2 separate regions of the Danio rerio genome follow, and region 2 is linked to region 1. Evidence: chromatin contacts called from public HiChIP or PLAC-seq data. All regions are on one chromosome and are shown on one strand. The core of a region is the stretch at or near the end of the contact, and the rest is flanking DNA. Distances in the headings are between cores, read along the strand shown.

Region 1 (6,489 bases), core at 1,312-3,811:
GTGGTACAGGTTTTCCACAACACCGCTCTACAAAAACAGAACCATTAGCTTGGGCTCAAGAGTTAAGCTACGGTCACACTAGAGTTTGTGCAAAATTCTGTTATACACCACTGCGAAAGGGGCAGGATTAAACAAACTTAGCCATTTATAAAAAAAAAACTAAAATAAAGCGATTTCTCCATGTTTTAAAATTCTGTCCAGAGAGGTCATGTTTTGATCCTCGATTGGTCTGGCGCAGTCAAGCGATGCGATTTCGCAGTTAGCAGTTCACCAAGCTTGAACTTTGCACCGCAGCAATCTGCGAAACTTGACGCATGACCCTGCATTTCCGGTCTGACGCATTCATGTGCATAAGGATGAAGGTCTATGGGAGGAAAAGCCCAGTGTGACCACAGCTTTAAAAAAAGGCTAAACTCATGAGAAAACAAACCTTGGTGTAGCCATCTGGTCCACCGATAGGCAATTTCATTACAATGAAATCATCATTCCTCGTTAAGATGAAGCCTCTAGCAGCCATGTGCGCAGAGTCAATAAGCCTTCCATCTATTCCCATTAACATCTCATGGATAATGATGTCAGATGTACCCAATAAGTGATTTTTCCAGGGGAAAGACCAGGTGATCATTTCATCAGTGAAAGAAAGCCCACCTGCATACGAAGAAACGGTTTAGCCTTGTCAAAGCCAGAACTTCAGGGTTTACCAGTCAAAAGTACTATGGCTTATGGATAAATTTAACTGCAACCCAGTTTAGGTTTTGCACTGACAAATTAGTAATTTAAAATGTATTTATTTTATTTTTTTAAATTGACCCATTTAAGATCATGTGAACGAAGCCCTCAACATTCACCAGTTAAAAATGGGAATTTACAACATTTTAGTAGGCCCAAAAAGTCCCCTTTTGCATTACACCCCCATTTATTGAAATTAAATGGTCCAACAAGTCATGGTTAAGTATTATTTTAGCTCAGGTTATGTCACACCATAGGACATGGTAATTTAAGTGCCTTTTTTCCACTTCATTCTTAGAAATTCTGTAAAAAGGAATTGGAGCAAAGCACACCTACCAATTGGACATGCGGCAACAGTATCCAACATGGTTACGGACCACTGTTTCTTGAAGTAGGTGGTCACCTTGATGATCTTCATCGGCACTCCACTTACCTGTTACAGCAGTTGCAATATTAGCTAAAAGAAACCTACCAAAGCAAGCTTTAAGATTCTAGTACTTACATTCTCCACATAAGTCTCTGGCATATCATAACCAGTTCGGATGGCCAATCGAGACCTGGTAGTTGTTATTCCATGTCCTGCCTTTAAGGCATCCTCCAAAACCATGGCTTTTTGTTCAGGCGTGAAAAACACCATCCTCCAGATGTTGTATTTGGATGTAATGGCCTGGGAAGCAGACACTGGATAAAATGAAATGTGCCAAGTGGATTCAAATTAAAGCCTTGAACCTCCATACCTCAGAAACCGTGCCGGCCCACTGATTAGATGAAAATGCTCTGGCCAGTTTAGGCTTTTGCCTACGCAAAGCTGTAATCTCCTCTGGCATTCGATTAACAGAGACCTACAGAAGAAATCAGTCATTAATGAAATCTTTAAACATCCAAAAGATCACCTTTCATGTCAAGTGGCAAACAACCCAAGCCTTTACCTCCATATAATTGCGTTCGCAAAGGATTTCCCGAGAAGCCCATCGGTCGTAGGTACAGGATTTAGTCACTGGATAAACGTCGCTCTGCATGTTATTACGACCACGTACCCGGACACGCATGTCAACCTCCATGACTGTATCATCCTGAATTAAAATTACAGAGTTAACAAATAAGGAAGGATAACAGTAGTTTGCAAAGTCAGAGAGCCAGTTACCTCATCGCCTGCAAAACAGTTAAGAATAGATGCAAAAATTCTGTGGTTACCCCAAGGATCAGAGTCTACACTAAAACCACATTTTGCAGCCAGGGCTGGGGTTAGAGGTTCAATTTGGGATCCATCTGAAGGAGAAAAATGGGGAGAAAGTCAGTTAAGAGGATGCAAATAACCAGATTTCCAGCATTGGCTATTACGGTGTTAAAGAGACACTTACTGACAACATCAATCTCAACCTGGTTTCCGAAAGCTATAGACTTGTCTATGGTTAGCTTCATATAACTTCCCAGACATTCAGTCCTCAGGCCTGTTCCTGGGGAAATAGTAAAATAGAAGTAAGTAAATGGAGACAACAGGAAGAACCAATAGATTCAGAGGAATATACAAGAACATACTTTGGTTAAAATTCTGTGCTGCCACCAAATCAAAATTTTTCACTTGTTGTTCAACGAACTTTTGGGACAAAACCACAACCATCAACAGCCATAGAGTACTGAAAGGAAGAAATACTAATGAGTAACAAGCAAGATAAACAAAACCCCATATACAAAAAAATTTAACTCACCAAATCCCAAGAAGCCATGACATCCTTGCTCAAATAACAGGCCCTTCTGTTTCCAGGTGGTCAAATGTTATAGAAACCACCACAATTTAAACCCTTCAAGCTACAACAGCTCAAAGCAGTGTATGAAACGCCGTTTGAAAGGAACGGTATAAAAGGGATCTTGTGCACAGGTGATGCCAATCAGCAACTAAACACCAGGTGTCATGAGTTAATAATCATGAGCAGCATTCAGAGGGAGAATTCCTAAAGATCATTGGATTACATGCAAGTTTCTGAAAGCAACAGAAACTATTTCAAATTCAAAGATGTTTTTAATAACTACTCCAGGCCCTAAAATGATAGAAATATTTGATTTTCTTTAGTTTTATATGCTATTATCTACAAACATAATTAAATGGTCTTGTTTAATTCTGACAAGCTACACCCAGATGCTATAAAAGCTCTTATAAAATGCAACAAAAGCAGTATACAAAAAGCATAATTACAAGCAAAATACACTTTTAAAGAATGTGTTTATTTAAAAAAATTGTTGCATCATTGGTGATTTAATGGTATATTTTACAAAAGTTACACTATGTAGTTTGGCTGCTTTTTTGCAAAAAAAAAAAAAAGGTTTTGAGGGACCTGAAAACTTTTTTTCTCCACATTTCAAAGCACAAGTGTTCAGAAACCAACATTACTGTGTAAAACAAAGAACCATGAAAATGCTTACATCAAGTGTGTTCAGTGTGTGTGTACCGTGTTGCAATCTCAAGCATCACAAGCTGTTTTCTACAGCTAAAAAAAAAATAGCTAGAAATAAATGACCCCGGAATGTTTTTAGGTGGAAAGGCATACATTAAAAAATATTTAATTAAAAAAAGCAGACTAGAGGATTGTGTTGTTTGCTGTTTACAACATACATGGGACATGGGATCAGCTTTCACTGCTATGCAGATGATGCTCAATTATATATTTTAACTAAACCTGATGAGATGTCTGAACTGTCTAAGCCAGGGGTGTCAAACTCAATTCCTGGAGGGCCAAAGCCCTGCAGTTTAGTTCCAACCCTGCTCCAACACACTTACCTGTAGGTTTCAAACAAGCCCTGAAGGACTCAATTAGTTTGATCAGGTGTGTTTAGTTAGGGTTGGAACTAAACTGTGCAGAGCTGCGGCCCTTTTGGAACTGAGTTTGACACCTGTGGTCTAAGCTAACTGAGTGTATTAAAGATTTTAAAGACTGGATGACTAACAATTTTCTTATCTTAAACTCAGACAAAACAGAATTATTACTTATTGGGCCTAAATCTTGTACACAGCAGATCTCGCAACTTCACCTCCAATTAGAGCAGGGATGTCAAACTCAATTCCTGGAGGGCCGTAGCAATGCAGTTTAGTTCCAACCCTGCTTCAACACACTTACCTGTAGGTTTCAAACAAGCCTGAAGGACTCAATTAGTTCGATCAGGTGTGTTTAATTAGGGTTGGAACTAAACTGTGCAGGGCTCCGGCACTTTAGGAAACGAGTTTGACATCCCTGAATAAGAGGGATACAAAGTTAGCATTAGCTCTAGTATAAAAGATCTAGGTGTCATATTAGACAGCAATTTAACTTTTGAAAATCATATACTCCATGTCACAAAAACTGCCTTCTTTCATCTGAGAAATATCATTAAGTTACGAAGTATGCTATCCATCTCAGATGCATTATGAAGTCTTATTATGACTTCTAGACTGGATTACTGTAATGCTCCGTTCGCTGGCTGCCCAGCATCCTCTATTAACAAACTTCAGCTAGCTCAAAATGAGAGTTCTTACCAGTTCTAGAAAATAAGATCATATCACCCAATTTTATCCTCCTTACACTGGCTGCCTGTTAAGTTTCGTATTGAATTTAAAATATTGCTTCTCACCTATAAAGCTCTAAATAATCTAGCTCCTGTTCATCTAACTGACCTTCTGTCTCGCTACAATACAACCTGCTCTTTAAGATCTCTTTAAGAATAGCAAAGTCGAGTAAAGAAGGTCGAGCCTTCTCATTTATGGCTCCTAAACTCTGGATAATCCTGATAATGTCCGAGGCTCAGAAACACTCTCACAGTTCAAAACTAGATTAAAGACCTATCTTTTTAGTAAACATACACTCATCACAAAGCGGTATGATGCATGAATGTGCTCCATGCATGTTTTTTGCATCTCGTTTATACAGTATATCAGAGGTCACCAACCCTGTTCCTGGAGAGCTACCTTTCTGAAGATTTTAGTTGCAACCCTGACCAAACACACCTGTTTGTAATTATCAAGTGCTGCTTTAGGTACTATTAATTAGTTCAGGTGTGTTTGATCAGAGTTGTGACTGAATTCTGCAGGAAGGTAGCTCCCCAGGAACAGGGTTGGGTGACCCCTGCAGTATACACTATATAGGCCCCCAGAGACTATGCAGTCATTGAAGCGATCTAAGACCTGTGAAGAGATGATCTCAAGGTTTCCATATTCCCATACCAGCCCATATCCTGAGAAGCTTCTGTGGTGGTCATGGAGAAGTAGAGAGCATGAGTCTGATTCCTGTAAGACTCCAGAGACAGAGTCTTTGCTGATGTCAAGCGTTCTCCAACCTCCGGCGCCTAGACTGCAGCTCTGCACAAGACGTTTGGCCATAGGAGAAATGGTCATGCCCAACCGAGCTTGTTTTTCCTTGAGTTTTTTTTTTATCCTTCACTTTCACCAATTGCCGCTGTCGCCACTGTCTTGCTTGGTTTGGGACTTGTAAAGCTGTGCATCACTGGATTTGTTCTTCAGTGTTTGGACTTTCAGCAGTGAATATTAAACCACACTGAACTGAACTTAAACTCTGAAAACACTGTTTCAATTCACTATAATCTTCTATGTGAAGCTGCTTTGAGACAATCTAAATTGTAAACGTGCTACAGAAATAAAGATGAATTGAAAAAAAGGTATGCCTTGATGATGTATTAAATAATAAAAATGCATTTTTATTCATGTTCATGAGTCCATTTCAATAACTTTAACACTGTTGTTTCTGTACATTAAATTAAAACAATGCAAGGGAAACTATTTCCATTTTTAAATATCAAGTCGACATGCAATTTAAAATCAACAATTAATCAAAGGTGAAATGCACACTTATGCATTTTAATCAGAAGAGTATTGAAACCTGCAAGTTTTGGAGACGTGTGAATGAAACTTACAAATACACAATCACATGCTCACAGAGTTGGTTCAATCATAGCATAGGTTCAATCAACAGTCAAAATTCAGAAACAAGCTCTCAGTAGCCTCTCTTCACCTTTTCTTCTCTGTCCAGAAGTGTCTGATTCAAACTTTCTTTAGCATCTTTGAAATCAGGATTCAGTTCCAGGACTCTGCGAAAGTCTCCTTCAGCCTCCTTGAAAAAGCCTTAGGAGAAAACACAATGCAGTCACAATGAAGTCAAACAGCGCCCCATAGTGGAACATTACAGACTGACAGAATGCTCTGAAAAGAGGAGAAAATCTGGATGCAGACCTGGTGCAGTGCAATCTGAGCTGCATCCCAAGCTTTATAATGCGCCCACCTAACCCCACCCCTAACCCTACCAGTCACAGTGACGTCAATCACTTCATTAAGTGCATTGCATTGCATTGCTGAGTGATGCAATATCAGCTTGCATCGTAAAGGCTGCATCCAGATACTACTGGAAAAAGGTCCCAAATAAAGTAGGACCTTCTTAAAGGGATAGTTCACCCAAAACCAACATTTGTGTCACCATTTACTCCAGTGGTTCCCAAAGTGGGGGTCGCAGAACAATGAAGGCAGGACGGGGTTGCTTGGTGATTTCTAATTAATGTTACCATATTTTATCCATAAACTATTGAAGATAAAAGTTGTAGTTTATGGTTTTAGTCTTTAGATTTTTTTCTATTGGATTGTGACCCTTGTTACCCTCAGATGCAGCAAACAGATTTTATGGCACCAGGTTAAACTTTCTGGCACATTTACAGCGCTCGCATACATTAAAAAAAAAATTAAACAAAGAATACACATGGATTGTATTGGTATGTGTGCACAGT
Region 2 (6,489 bases), core at 2,803-5,302, 180 kb after region 1:
TGGTGTCTTATCCAACCCTATGACCTCTGACGGAAGATTTGCGGTTCTCCCGCCTATTCATAGCTGCTAAGGGAAATCATGGCGACAAGAGTGGATGAGCAAGAGAACAGATCGCAAGAAACACATTGATGTTTTAAGCATTACATTTGTTAGGTTAAATTAATAGATATAACTTTTTGTAATATACTTATCAGTGGTGTAAACAACCAATTACAAGTACTCAAACTACTGTAATTGAGTAGTTTTCTCAGGAATAGTAATTTACTAAGTAGGTTTAAAAATGTGTACTTTTACTTTTTACTTACTTTGCAAATGAGTCCATTTTTAGTGATGTATCTTTACTTTTAATGCCAATACTTTCCTTCAACCTGCAGTCACTACTTTATTTTTCTTGTCTATGTAGATTAGAATATTCAGTCCTGTGATTCCTGTCCAATCAAATCGCACATATATGTAAATCACATCATAATGAACTACCGCAAGACATGGTGATTTATAATTGCAGCAAACTGTTTAAAAGCATTATAAGTGTCCAAGAAAATGTTCAAAAGTCTTTACACGCAATGACCTAGAGTCTGTTTAGATGCATGTCACTTCTGAGAAGATTACAGATGTTTACTGCATGATGACCGAAATAGCCTTAAACACCCAGCAGGCACAAGACCTCTACATGACGTCAGATTAAAGTTGTACCGTGATGTCGTGGAGACGTTGCATTATGTTTGGAAATGAGAATCAGGTTGACGTCAGAACTATCTAAATATCAACATCTAATGAGATTACAACTTGACGTTATGATGACGTTTATCAGACGTTGGATTTTGGTTGCCATACCTGACGAATAAATGTCAGTGTTTGACGTCAATATGACGTTGGTTTAGGAGGACGACACAACCTAAAGTCAACCAAATATCAATGTCATTTGATGTTGTTATTAGACATCAAAATAACGTTGTCCTTAGACGCTGGCTAGACATGGAATTTTGGTCACCCGATATCACAACTTAAATCTAACCTAATATTTAAGTTTTATGACGTTGTGTGCCTGCTGCACAATAACTAAATGCACTACAGAATGTTACGTTTACACAAATCCACAAATTACATGTAAATGCATCAGCTTTTTATAGCGTAATACTCACAACTCGAGTACTTTTGAAAGGGCTTACTTTGAGTAATATTTACAACAGATACTTTTACTCTACTTGAACTACATTTTTAGGCAAGTAATAGTACTCTTACCCAAGCATAAATTTACAGTACTCTTTCCACTGATACTTACTGCAATAAACAGAACTTTATAGGCCTATTTTCTTGACATTTTTAAAGGATTATATGCAACATTATTTATTTATTCTCTTAGTAAAATCTCCACTTAGGTATCATACTTGGAGGGGAAAATGTGCTTTATGCATCCTAAAGCATTAAGCATTTGAATCGCTTGGTATCGTTCAATCATAAGGAATCGAACCTCTGTATCAGCTTTAAAAATCCTGATCGGAGCATCCCTAATCAAGCAGAAAGACTTTTACACTATAGAAATAACGGTTACACAGTACCTATTAGGGCAGGGATGTCAAACTCAATTCCTGGAGGGCCGCAGCCCTGCACAGTTTAGTTCCAACCCTGCTCAATCACACTTACCTGTATGTTTCAAACAAGCCTGAAGGACTCAATTAGGCTGTTTCTCAATATGCCTTCTTCAGCAGTCTTGTGTCCTCGTGTAATGTCAAATCAGCTGCTAAAGTTCACTTCCAATACTCAAGACAACAAGAACAGAGGATGCGTGAAACTTCCCGGATGTGTTTTTGATATCGAGGACGCACCAATGCAGACTTGAGCACCGAACTTGCTCTAGAAGTCCCAGAAGTCATTGCGACTGGAGGTGGGAAGCGCAGCACTTAATATGGGTTTATTATTAAAGTTCAGAGAGATAACGTATTTACCTCAGGAGTTCCCCTAAATGAAACGGTGAATATAAACATTACCATGGACATCTTAATCAAGGGAATAAACACATTAAGGGTGTTTGTTTGCTGAAATTCATATTAAAATCTGTTTTATTTATACTGTGCAACGTATATTTATAATGTTTTTTATGCAGTGTATATATTTTGAAAAGGGGGAAAACAGAAAATTGCTGTATGAATGCTGTAATGTTAAAATAATTTTCCATTTAAAACCCGTGAAGGTCACGTGACCATCAGGAAGAACGCAGCATCACATTTCTCACAGCTCTCTGTTCTCTTGGTCTCCCGAGTTCGTTCTTCCGAGGACACCGGTCCACAAGAACGCAAGTCTGTTATCTGCGTTCTTGGAATTGAAAAACAGCCTTGGTTTGATCAGAAGTGTTTAATTAGGGTTGGAACTAAACTGTGCAGGTCTGCGGCCCTCCAGCAATTGAGTTTGACATCCCTGTATTAGAGTATATATATATATATATATATATATATATATATATATATATATATATATATATATATATATATATATATATATATATATAGTAATTGTAAGTCAGAAAAATAATTTTATGTTACTTGGATATGTTATGTAAATGTATGTGTTATATTATTATTTTTCAAAGAGCAACATAGGCAAAAATTTGAATATATTACTTTATTTACTGCCTTTAGAGCAGAAATAGTTACAAAAGTAACAATATCACTCTGAAAATCTGAGAGTGTATCACTCTGTGGCATCAATGAATGTTGCATTACAAATGTTGAATTACTTAGTAACGTTTAACTTTTACACTACAGGAATCGATGCTATACTGTAGCTGTACATGAAACAGTTTAATTAAAGGGGAAATAGTATCACTAATGAACACATTGGGGTAAATTTGGTTTGATATTTGCATATTCAGACTTTCTCCTTAATAAAACAATTTCAGACAAGTATTTGCAAATTCTATGAAAATCAAATTAGCAGCCAATGGCTATCAAAGTAAACATTGTTCACAGTCAACTAAGTAGTGCTAATGTTGTTTTGAAGTCATGCTTGTACAATATTCAAACTGGCATTGTAAACAATAAAGGGTATTAGTCACTGAATGAGTATTTTCACTGAACGAATGTGCGAATATAAACCAAGTTGACCTCACTATTGAACACTACTGCTACAGTGTATCACTGATGTGTTACTTTGTAACATTATATAGGAAATATTTGTTACAGGAAGTCGCTCTAGGGTGACTTGACAGTTCTTTTGCGGAGTGAAGCTGCGCGTGAGAGTCACGCCGTAATGCGCCCTGCTGTTTATTCCTTAAAAGCTGTCACACCGCTTGCTTACTTGGCGATGTAAAAAACCACACAGGACAAACATTACATTCACAACCCTATTAACAGTTTCATTAACGCGCAAAGCTCACTCTAAAGTTTCCAAGTCCATTAGAATTCGCAAAAATAAATATTTGGATAAAAAAAACACTCCAACGAACTCTTTTCATACTCACGTTTTCTGTATCTCTCTCATTGACAGTAGGTAGTGGTGTTCTAGTTGACATTTTAATGTGTCTTTATCTCCAAAGTGGACCCGAGTCTGATCACAGCAACCTTTAGTTCGCAGGGTGGACAGCTGCCGGACACCAGCTGATGAAGACCATGGAGTGGATCGACATCCAAACCAGATTCCAGCACGAGTAACAGATCCAAGATTAATGCAATAACGTATCCAGACGCATAACGGCACACAACAGGTCACCGGCGACACAAAGCAGCAACTCTCCGCAAAAGACCTGGCAACCGACAGGTCATAACCAAACCATCGTCCTGGATTACTTTAAAAAACTTTGCGAGAAGTGCCTATTGTAAAACTCAAGCACAAACAATTCCCAGGCCCCCTCAGAAACTGCACACAGCGTTCAGACAAGGAAAAAAGGGGAGGGGGCGTCCGCTTCAAACCGGTTCTGGGTCTTAATATAGGCTTTCTGAATGCGCGGTCTCGTTCATGTGCTCCAGACGATCTGCTCTAAATCACTCCAGGTTGATTAAATTCCTCCCATCCCGAAGAGTGTGGTTTTGCCAGTCTAGATAGAGCTCCGTCCAAGATGGCTGCGTGCTGGCTGATGGTGCCAAGCCAAACCCAGCGCTGCGCAGCCGGAGGAAGTGAGGACAGAGGCGGCTGCTAGAGCTCATTGGCCGGCGCGCCGCTGTTTGTTGTTGCTGGGGTGATTACTAAGGAGAAAAATGTACCTGTCGCACAAAAAAATGCCCGGCAAAATAACTCAGCGGCAGTGCTCTATCGTCAGATCCTGTGGGAAACTCTTATCAGACTTAAATAAATGACTTGTTCAAACTACTTATTTGAAACGAGTTGAAAACACAGTTCTTGTTTTTTCTTTAGAACAAGCAGTTTTATGTTCAATCCACTTAAATATTTATAGTAATCCACTGTAAAATTATTGTGTTGGGAGTGGGACAATATTGTGTAGTATTTTTTTTTACAATGATAGTCCACCACATCACATTTCTGCCATCATCTTTCCATTCATATAGAGGTAAACTTGGTTTTATATTCGCACATTCATTCATTTAGCAGTCTCTATATTGTTTACCATGTTACTTTGAATGTTTAATCGGGATTAGCTTGCAAATATTACTTCAAAACAACATTAACACTATCTAATTCACTGTGATGTTGTACTTTTGTCATTTGCTAATAAGATTTCCCAATTTAGAATTTGCAAAGAATACTTTTCTGAAATGACATTATTAAAGAGAATGTCTGAATATCCGAATATAAAACCAACTTTATCTATATTCCATTCATTCATTTTCCTTCAGCTTACTCTCTGATTTATCAGAGGTTGTCAGTGGAATGAACTGGCAACTAATCCAGCATATGTTTTATGCAGCGGATACAAACTTGTATTAATTTTTTTCTTCTGCAGAGAATCAAACAGTTGCTAGTCCCGATGCCTTCCACAGTATTATTTTCTCGATTATAAAGAGAATATATTACAGGTTTGGATTAATTTAAGGGTGAGTATATGAACCGTTTTGAACAAATAACGGTAAATGAAAAGAAAATCTCACAGATAAATAGACAGACAGACAGACAGACAGAGAGATAGATAGATTTTCTATAAATTATGCTTTTATAAACAATATGAGTTTAAAAATAAGAATAGTTTATTTACATTTAAATTATTGATTATTATTTTTATTTTTTAAAAATTACAGTTTATTGAATTCTTTAGTCTATCTAATAAATAAAAATGCTATCTATCTATCTATCTATCTATCTATCTATCTATCTATCTATCTATCTATCTATCTATCTATCTATCTATCTATCTATCTATCTATCTATCTATCTATCTATCCATCCATCCATCCATCCATCCATCCATCCATCCATCTATCTATCTACCTACCTACTACCTACCCACCCATCTATCTATCTCTGTCTGTTTCTTTTATACCAGGTTGACAGAGCTTACACTACCTAAAGTCTTGTTGTCGATATCAGTTGTAAGAGTAACAAATAATAACTTGACTTCTAGTTGACCAAATTTTTCAGCAGGATAGCGCTCCTTCTCATACTTCAGCCTCCAAATCAAAGCTCCTGAAAGCAAAGAAGGTCGAAGTGATCCAGGATTGGCCAGCCCAGTCACCAGACACGATGGCAAGATGAAGGAGGAGGCATTAAAGATAAATCCAAAGAATCTTGATGAACTCAGGGAGTCCTGCAAGAACGCTTTTTTTGCCATTCCAGATGACTTTATTAATAAGTGATTTGAGTGATTGCAGAGATGTATGGATGCAGTCCTCCAAGCTGATGGGAGTCATACACAATATGAATTCTTTTTCCACTGCACCACGACTTTATATTCTATACTGTACATTATTTCTGTTAATTGCCAATACTTTAGTCTTAGCAAAGTCAGACCTTCCTGTCCTAATTAAATCTTTAAAAATTATTCTCCAATCCACAGATAAACTTATAGGTCAAATTTCTCATCAAAGCAGAAAATGATCACACTCTTACCTTACAGAATAATTTACTTGCACTACACCATCTGTTTTTAATTTTCATACAATCATTGTATGCAACCTGCAGCTTATCTAGACTCTCTCTCTTTTTAAAAAGTATACCACAGAGGAGCTGTATATAAAGAACTGCAATAAGTTCTAAACAGGTTTACCTTAACCTGCTTCAAACACAAATAAAAATTCCTCATCAGCTTATTTGCTTGAGCATATAACTTTCGACGTTCCCTGTACATACTGTATTATTATCATCACTCATATCTTCAGTATTGACCTGCCCTAAATATGTAACAGTTTTACTAACATTTAAAACTTGCCCTGACAAATATAAAAGGTTAAAGAAGCATTTTAGTGGGGAAAAACATCTCACGCTGCATGACAGATGGTGCATGCACACAAACAAACACATGACAGAGCCACAAAGGCTATTTTGCTGTGTTTTGTGTTTCTGACAGAGAGAGGATGAAGCCGCACCTCTAGCTGAGCACTTCCT

The links. HiChIP or PLAC-seq counts read pairs in DNA pulled down with a chosen protein or histone mark.
Region 2: an H3K4me3 HiChIP or PLAC-seq map of gastrula embryo shows a contact between it and region 1, with 2.6 times the contacts expected there. The contact joins the promoter of mark3b here to the promoter of zpax1 in region 1. A contact is called at or near these places in 1 of 18 Hi-C or Micro-C datasets (an unstated tissue) and 2 of 4 datasets of contacts at active chromatin or transcription factors (embryo and gastrula embryo).

Annotation. Positions count from the first base shown.
Region 1 is chr20:47,047,771-47,054,259 of GRCz12tu, forward strand. It overlaps zpax1 (zona pellucida protein AX 1), which reads right to left and starts at 2,562. Exons shown (of 21, transcript NM_212718.2): 1 at 2,439-2,562; 2 at 2,269-2,366; 3 at 2,091-2,186; 4 at 1,874-1,998; 5 at 1,659-1,802; 6 at 1,467-1,571; 7 at 1,232-1,396; 8 at 1,066-1,162; 9 at 431-648; 10 at 1-27. The coding sequence starts at 2,461. It overlaps ttc32 (tetratricopeptide repeat domain 32), which reads right to left. Exons shown (of 3, transcript NM_001025520.1): 3 at 5,640-5,836. The coding sequence ends at 5,709.
Region 2 is chr20:47,228,101-47,234,589 of GRCz12tu, forward strand. mark3b (MAP/microtubule affinity-regulating kinase 3b) reads right to left here and starts at 4,053. Exons shown (of 18, transcript NM_001076575.2): 1 at 3,458-4,053. The coding sequence starts at 3,508.